Regions from separate parts of the Mus musculus genome. Here region 2 is linked to region 1. The links are chromatin contacts, called in public HiChIP or PLAC-seq maps. All regions are on one chromosome and are shown on one strand. The core of a region is the stretch at or near the end of the contact, and the rest is flanking DNA. Distances in the headings are between cores, read along the strand shown. Region 1 overlaps Mgat5 (mannoside acetylglucosaminyltransferase 5). Region 2 overlaps Mgat5 (mannoside acetylglucosaminyltransferase 5).

Evidence for each region. HiChIP or PLAC-seq counts read pairs in DNA pulled down with a chosen protein or histone mark.
Region 2: an H3K27ac HiChIP or PLAC-seq map of double positive thymocytes shows a contact between it and region 1, with 6 read pairs. The contact joins two enhancer-like sites. A contact is called at or near these places in 2 of 15 datasets of contacts at CTCF or cohesin (embryonic stem cells and large pre-B cells), 8 of 484 Hi-C or Micro-C datasets (the HL-1 cell line and embryonic stem cells), 7 of 115 datasets of contacts at active chromatin or transcription factors (CD8 T cells, acute myeloid leukemia, double positive thymocytes and 3 more) and 1 of 9 other capture datasets (embryonic stem cells).

What each region holds. Positions count from the first base shown.
Region 1 is chr1:127,232,095-127,235,542 of GRCm38.p6, forward strand. The region is part of intron 1 of Mgat5 (mannoside acetylglucosaminyltransferase 5); the gene reads left to right. Among named protein-coding and RNA genes, the nearest start is that of Mgat5, 29 kb to the left of the region's middle. Within about 2 kb of position 1,302, at least 68 of the 459 cell types and tissues checked have an H3K27ac peak or open chromatin away from gene starts, as enhancers often do. A contact at or near this core is called in double positive thymocytes, where this site is marked.
Region 2 is chr1:127,468,544-127,472,090 of GRCm38.p6, forward strand. It overlaps Mgat5 (mannoside acetylglucosaminyltransferase 5), which reads left to right. Exons shown (of 18, transcript NM_145128.3): 15 at 649-765; 16 at 2,958-3,032. All of the region lies in intron 1 of Gm41947 (a long non-coding RNA gene), which reads right to left. Among named protein-coding and RNA genes, the nearest start is that of Gm41947, 9.2 kb to the right of the region's middle. Within about 2 kb of position 1,773, at least 20 of the 459 cell types and tissues checked have an H3K27ac peak or open chromatin away from gene starts, as enhancers often do. A contact at or near this core is called in double positive thymocytes, where this site is marked.

The sequences.
Region 1 (3,448 bases), core at 52-2,551:
AGTCCAAGACAGTGGGTTCTAAAATTTGCCATTCATAAGAACCCTTTTGGATATGGGAAGAAGATAGGGAAGTGTCCATTTATTCCCCACTAAAACTAATGCTTTAAGATATAATTTCATAAATTGACAGTAGTATGTGTTTTGTTTTAAATAAATTAATGTACACTAGGTGGGAGCCTGTGCTTATATCTGGCCAGTGGGATGTATGACTCCGTCTAGAAAGCCTCTGGCTGGCTGGCCCAGTCCTTGATGGTGGGAGACCAGACTTAGTGGCTTGTGTAGACAGACACCATGCTTCTCTGTATCTCCCCATGGTTGGCAGCTAAGGCGCTCTTAGGGAGAGGCCATGAGGTTACCCTGCTTCTGGCTCTTTCCAAGCCTACTGTGTGGAGACCATCGTATTTACTTACTGACTTCTGCTATGCTGGGCATGGACTCCCCTGTCTCTAGACTGGGATTTGCAGAGATTCTTAGCCTTTTGCAGGTACTCAGTCTCGAGCCTACACACTCAGCAGAAGGTCTATAGTTTTAGATTCTAGCCCTCCTTCTGCTGTTTCTCTCCCTCTCTTCCTTCTCCTTCCCCATTCCTTGCCTTCCTTCTCCTCCCCTCCCCTCCTCTCTCCTCCCCCCTCTTCCTCCCTCCTCTTCCCCAATCCTCCTCCTCTCTCCTCCCCCCTCCTCCCATTCCTCCCTCCCCTCTCTTCTCCATTCTTCTTCCTTTCCTGCCTCCCTCCTTCTTTTCTCTGTCTTTCCCTCCTCCCTCACCTTCATTTCTTCTTCTGTGCCTCCCCTCCTTTCTTTCCCTCTTCCTTTTTTTTGTATGTACATTGATTTTTTTTTTATCCTTTAAGGATTACCACCCCTCCCCCCAACACACACACACACACACACACACACACACACACACACACATTAGGAACCCAGGGTCCAGTCTTGCTGAATTTTGAAACTTGATCTAGAAGTAAACCCTAAGCTTTGAGGGGTAAGTGGGAGCCAGTTTAAATTCTGGTGTTGCCCTTTGCTGCTGAGCCAGTTGGTTAACCGCTGACTTCCAGTTTCATGTTAAAAGTAGAGCAGGGAAAGTCTGGTAAGGATGTGTGTGTGTTCGTGTGTAATCAAAGGTGTGAACAGCACATGTGAAAATAAAGTCCCTTCCCGTCAGTAGACTCAGTAACTCAGGACCTTTGTCATCTTTCAAATATCCCTTCCCTGTGCCATTGCTTCCTGTACACTTGAGAGCAGAGAGCCTTGACTAAGCTTTCTCCTAGGCTCTTTCACAGGCTGTTTAGGTGTCTTTGATGTTGGCTCCTTAACCTTTGTCTTTTAAGTTCCTCCCCCCCAGTCGTAATGCTTTAAGGGCAGGTTAGTCTGTTCTTAGTCATATCCTGGTGTCTGATCATAAAACAACTCATTAATGTGTGTGCCTATCCTGTCCCAGCACACAGTTTGATAAGGAACTAACTGATTACACAGGGGGAAGAAATAAAATAATACTTCTTAGACTAGGCGTAGGGATCAGGTAGGAGGAGAGGGGGCAGGGGAGGGATATGTTTCAGAGTTATCCCCTTAGCATCATGGCGGGGAAATAGACAGGCATTGGGCTGGAGCAGTATCTGAGGGCTTTGCATCCTAATCCACAGGCAGCAGCAGGCAGAGAGAGAGAGAGAGACAGAGAGACAGGGGCAAGGAGACTCACACACACACACACACACACACACACACAGAGAGAGAGAGAGAGAGAGAGAGAGAGAGAGAGAGAGAGAGAGAGAGCGCACCACAGGGCCTGGTGTGGGCCCACTCCCAGTGACATACCTCCTCCAGCAACAAGATCACCTAATCCTAACAAACAATTTAGCATCAATTGGGTACTAAGCATTCAAATATATGAGCCTGTGGTGTGTGTGCGGCAGGGAATGGGGAACATTCAAACCTCCACAGTGTTCGTGGTGACATAGGCCTATAGTCCTAGCACTGGGAAGGAAGGAGGAGGGAGACAGACAGGGAATGCAAGGTCAGCTCATGGTATATTGAAAATCTGTGTCAAAAAAGAACACGTGAATAAATACATAAATGAATGACAAATAAAGCCAAAATTTTCATTTATGATTGGAATTTCAACATTGATGTTAATATTTGTACCCTGCCTGCCTTCCCTCCTTTCTTCCATCTTAGTCCCCCCTTTCTTTCTCCCTTCCTTTATCCTTCCATCCCTCTCTCCCTCTCTTTTCTCTCCCTTTGTTTCTCTTTTGCTCGAGAGAATGGTTTTGTAACATAAGACTCTTTGAAATTCTTAATCATTTAATATTTTTACTATTAAGATGGGATAATGGATGTGAACATCAGAATAATTGAAAACAAGAGCCTAATGCTGTACCTGCAATGTAATAGCTGTGCTATATAAAGTGTGTTGTCATTTTAAATTCGAATAAAGAGAAAAGAGGTGTTCATATTCTCTGCAGGCAGCTCAGCCTTCTGTGAAAAGGACCCTATTGATTAAACCCTTAGAAAGTTTAAAAAGCCCCCCTTTTAGCTCTAAGATATTGGCATTACTTATGATGGATGCCTACGAGCAGATAAAACGGTTGAGTCTTTTTGGTGGAAGAAGCCGGGATCTTTTCACAGCAAGAGGCAGTGGAAGAATATTCGCTGCAATTAAAAGCTGCAGTGTGAGTTTCATGAAATGTACATTTTTCATGCCTGAAGAGTCAGTTAAAAAAAAGTAATAGCCTGCTAGAAATGAAATGTGATGGGATTGAAGAGTTGTTGGTACCAGTTTCCCCTCCCCTCCCTTCCAGTCTTGAACCTGGTAGTGAAATCTCTGGTTGACAAATAAGTCCTGCCAGCCATCCTCTTCCTTAGCTCTTCTTCTTCTTCAATCCTGGAAGTAAACTTGACTGCGGAACTCCAGCTGTGGCTATGGCCATAAGGCCGGCTGGAATGTTGCATGCCTTCAGTTTGCCGAGGAACTGGTCCTGAGGCCACTTTGGACACTAATATCTGAGCTGCTCCAGTCCCTTCTGTAACAACGTACACCCCCTGTGCCTGAAGTTGATTCTCTGTTTTTAATACGTAACATAATATCAGTGCTTTTGATACAATATTGTGTAGGGAGTGTGACAAGAAAAAGAAAGTTCTATGTGTATTCAGGACTAGAGCCAAACAAGTTTCCTTTTCTCTAGGGAAGAGGGTTTTTACATAGTAAAGGCTGTGTAGCCAAAGGTGACCTTGACCATCTATCTCCTCCTCTTGCCTACACCCTCTGGGCTCCCACGGAGGGCTTATGCATGCTGGAGCTGGAGCTGGAGCTGGAGCCGGAGCCCAGGGTTTGTGATTGACCTACATCCCCGGTCCCCCAAAGCAGCTCTTTTCTTTTTTCCTGGATATTTTTCTATCTATGATTGGTTAAGTCTGTGGATGTGTTCCCATAGATACAGGGAGCCTGGTCTGG
Region 2 (3,547 bases), core at 523-3,022, 240 kb after region 1:
AACCAACAAAAGGGAGCTCAAAGAGGGAGGCGTTAGTTTGGCTCATACTTCAGGGGTACAAGTCTGTCCTGGACGGGCAGGCAGCAGGAGCCTGAGGCAGCTGGTCCCATGGCAGCCACAGTCAGGAAGCAGAGAGATGGTGGATGGTGCTGTCTGCTTGCTCGTTCTTTTTTTATATAGTCCTCTACGTTGGCCCAAAGGATGGTACTGTCCATATTGGGGTGGGGCTTCCCTTCACAACCAACAAAATCTAGAAACTCTATCAGACATGTCCAGAGGTTAGATCCTGTCAGTCTGACAATCCATACTGACCACCGTGGAAGGCCACAGGCCCTGCTCAGTGATAGAGTGCTGACTTCCTGTATAGAGGCCCTGAGTTCACCTAGGAACAGCTGTCTGAGCTCTTTGTTATGACACTGTTCTATTTCCAAATGGGCTTCAAAAGTTCAAGACATCACTCTATTTTTTTTTTTCTATCTGCCTGTTAGAAGGTTTTGTTTGCTACAGGGAGGACAAGAACGCTTCATCTCCTGTTTAAGTTCAACTTGACTTGACGTGTAAAGACAGAATGCCTTGTCTAGCCCACACCTTTATCTGAGCAGCTGTGCATCTATGAAACTAAGAGGCAGCATGTCTTCTGTCTTACAGCTGACATCCCAGCATCCTTACGCAGAAGTCTTCATCGGCCGGCCACACGTCTGGACTGTGGATCTCAATAACCGAGAGGAAGTAGAAGATGCAGTAAAAGCCATCTTAAACCAGAAGGTTGCTGTTTGTTTGTTTGTTTGTTTGTTTGTTTGTTTGTTTGTTTGTTTTGTCTGTTTTTCCACCTGCCTGCATTTGACCTGTGCCCTGGAACACATGTGGGACATTGCAGTCCCTTGCTGTCAGTAAACAGAGCAGACCATAGCCTAGCCATAGCATCTGGCCTGAGGATTTTGAGGAGGCTCTGGGAGATACAAAACAGCTGGTGGCAGATGTGGGCTTGGGTCTCAGACCCTGCTGACAGGCCTTTTAGGCTCATGGGTCCCAGGCATGAAGAGAGCGGCTAGAGTCATACATGTTCACATGATCTAATCCTGTCCTTGGAGAGATCTGTAGAAAATTGGTAGCTTATCCTACCTAACCCAAAAGGGTAAAAGTTATAAAGTAGGGTGTGTATGTGTGTGCATTTACATGTTTCTGTGAACTTGGGTGTGTTACACATGCATTCACATGTGTGTGAGTTCTCTGTTGCTCTCCACTGTATTTTTCTTGAGACTTGTATTTTTCACTAAGTCTCAAGCACATTGGCCTGGCAGGCTGGCCAGTGAGCTCTAGCGATCCACCTGTCTCCACCTCCAGCAGCAAAATTGCAGACATGCCCCACCCATGAGACACTTGGGGCCACAGATCTGAAGTTGGTCATTATCCCCAGTCTCATAGTTTTCTACAGAGTATGGTCTCTTTTTCTACCTAAACATGAGGTAGAATCTTGTTAAAGTAACCATTCTAGACGTATCTGATCAGTTTAAAAAGCATTGCTTAAATGCCTTTTGTATACAGGGCACTCTCCAAGTCATTCTGGGAAGACAGGGGATGTCTGTGCCCACCATAGATTGAGCTGCCCCCCAAACGTCTGCCTCCATAGGGAGTCTGCCATCCTGTGGGAGTTTAGTTTGCCCAGGACTGCTTTGGAAACTCTGAGGCACAGCCTCCCTGCCTTCTCCTCTCAAGCACCTTCCCCTTTGGTTATTTCCTGTTTGTGTAAGTGAGCTGTGAGGCGATCCGTAAACACAGACTCAAGAAGGAACTACTAACGGTGGTCCTCTGCCCCATCACCAACAATGCCGTGGGCTCCATATAGATGGACTGCTGGTGACTTCCTCTGACATGTGATCTCCACTTCCTGTTATGTAATGCAGAGGACACAGGTGTCAGGGTGCCAGCTGATGCCATGTAGCAGAGCCCAGTGCCATCTTTCCTGCCCTTCCCTCAGATGCCTCAGTGGCCATCAGAATGCTTCCTTCATCCCATGATCTTCTCCCTGTCCCCCTTCCATGATATTTAAGCTCCTGTATAGAAATCACAGGGCTATTGTGAAGCCATAAACCACACTGTACCTTGTCTCTCCAGCTCCCAATCCCAAGCTTCGGTTCTCTCGTATTTTCATATCATAACTCGCCCTCTGGACTAAGGCTGATCCGCAGCTGGAAGAATACTTGCCTAGCATGCACAAGTCCTAGGTTCCATCCCCAGTACCAAATAAGCCAGATATAATACCACATGTCTGATTCTAGCATCCAGGAGGTGGAGACAGGAGGATCAGAAGTTCAAGGTCACCCTCACCTATATAGCAAGGCTACCAGCTTAGACTATATAAGACATTTTCTCAGAGTAAAAGAAGTTCAGCCCTCCTAAGGCCTCTAGCTGAGCTCCATGGTCTTGGCACTTCATCCCTTTGGTTTGTAGCGTGAGTTCTTTGGATACATTCCCACCTCAACCACTACTGCAGACCAGCCCTTTCTCTCTCTATGCGTCCCTCAGAGCAGCGACCATGTCTTCATTCACCTGATGTTTGCTAAATCCCTGCACTCTGCCCAGCCCTGGGGTGCTGGTGATCCACAGCCATAAGCTTTATCCCACATGGTCCACCTACTAGCAAGTGGTAATGTCCACCCTTTTGAAGCCCTACTATGTGCTTGACACTATCCAAGCAGTTTCCCATGTACCTTCGCCACAGCTTAACAGAGAACAGTTAACGACTTAACACAGCTTCTTCTTGCAACTTGTTTACACATCAGGTACCTAAGACTTTGGGGAAGGGAGTTTGTTCAGGGTCTAGAGAGGAGCACAATGGGGCCTGAGCCCAGTCTGTCCAGTTCCAGGTCTGTCTGTAGTTTTAACGCTCCTGTGTGAGAACTAGTAAGTACCTCGTGTCCCATGTCCCCTTTCACAGTGCCCTGTTGTTTCTGCAGATTGAGCCGTATATGCCATATGAGTTCACATGTGAAGGCATGCTGCAGAGAATCAACGCTTTCATTGAAAAACAGGTAAGGCCTTCCAAAGTGTGTGTGTGTGTGTGTGTTTGCACGTGCGTGCTATGTCCCACTTCCTGTTTCCCAGCCCTCACTTGGTGCACTTCTCTGGTTAGTTGCCTGCTTTGGAAAACTTCACGTGACTCCATGACAACTCGTCATTTTTAAATGTTGCACTGTCATGGTCACCCAAGGGAGCCAGTCTTCCCTTGGAGTGTGTTCTCCAGGGCAGTGAAAGGTCATATGGACACTGACATTTGAGTGGTAAAGATGGCCTCCTTCCCGAACACTGGATTGTACCCTGAGCAGACCAAGGCATCTTGAGGACCAAGAAGGGTGAAAGACAGTAGCTCTCAGTCCTGCCTTCATTTCTCACACCACACACACACACACACACACACACACACACACACACACACACAAAAGCAAAGGTTTGGGGTCTGGAAAGATATCCCTAGTCAGTGAAGTGCTTGCCTTGCAAGTGTAGGGATCTCAGCTTGATTCTTAGAAACACATTTGAAAAGCCAGGC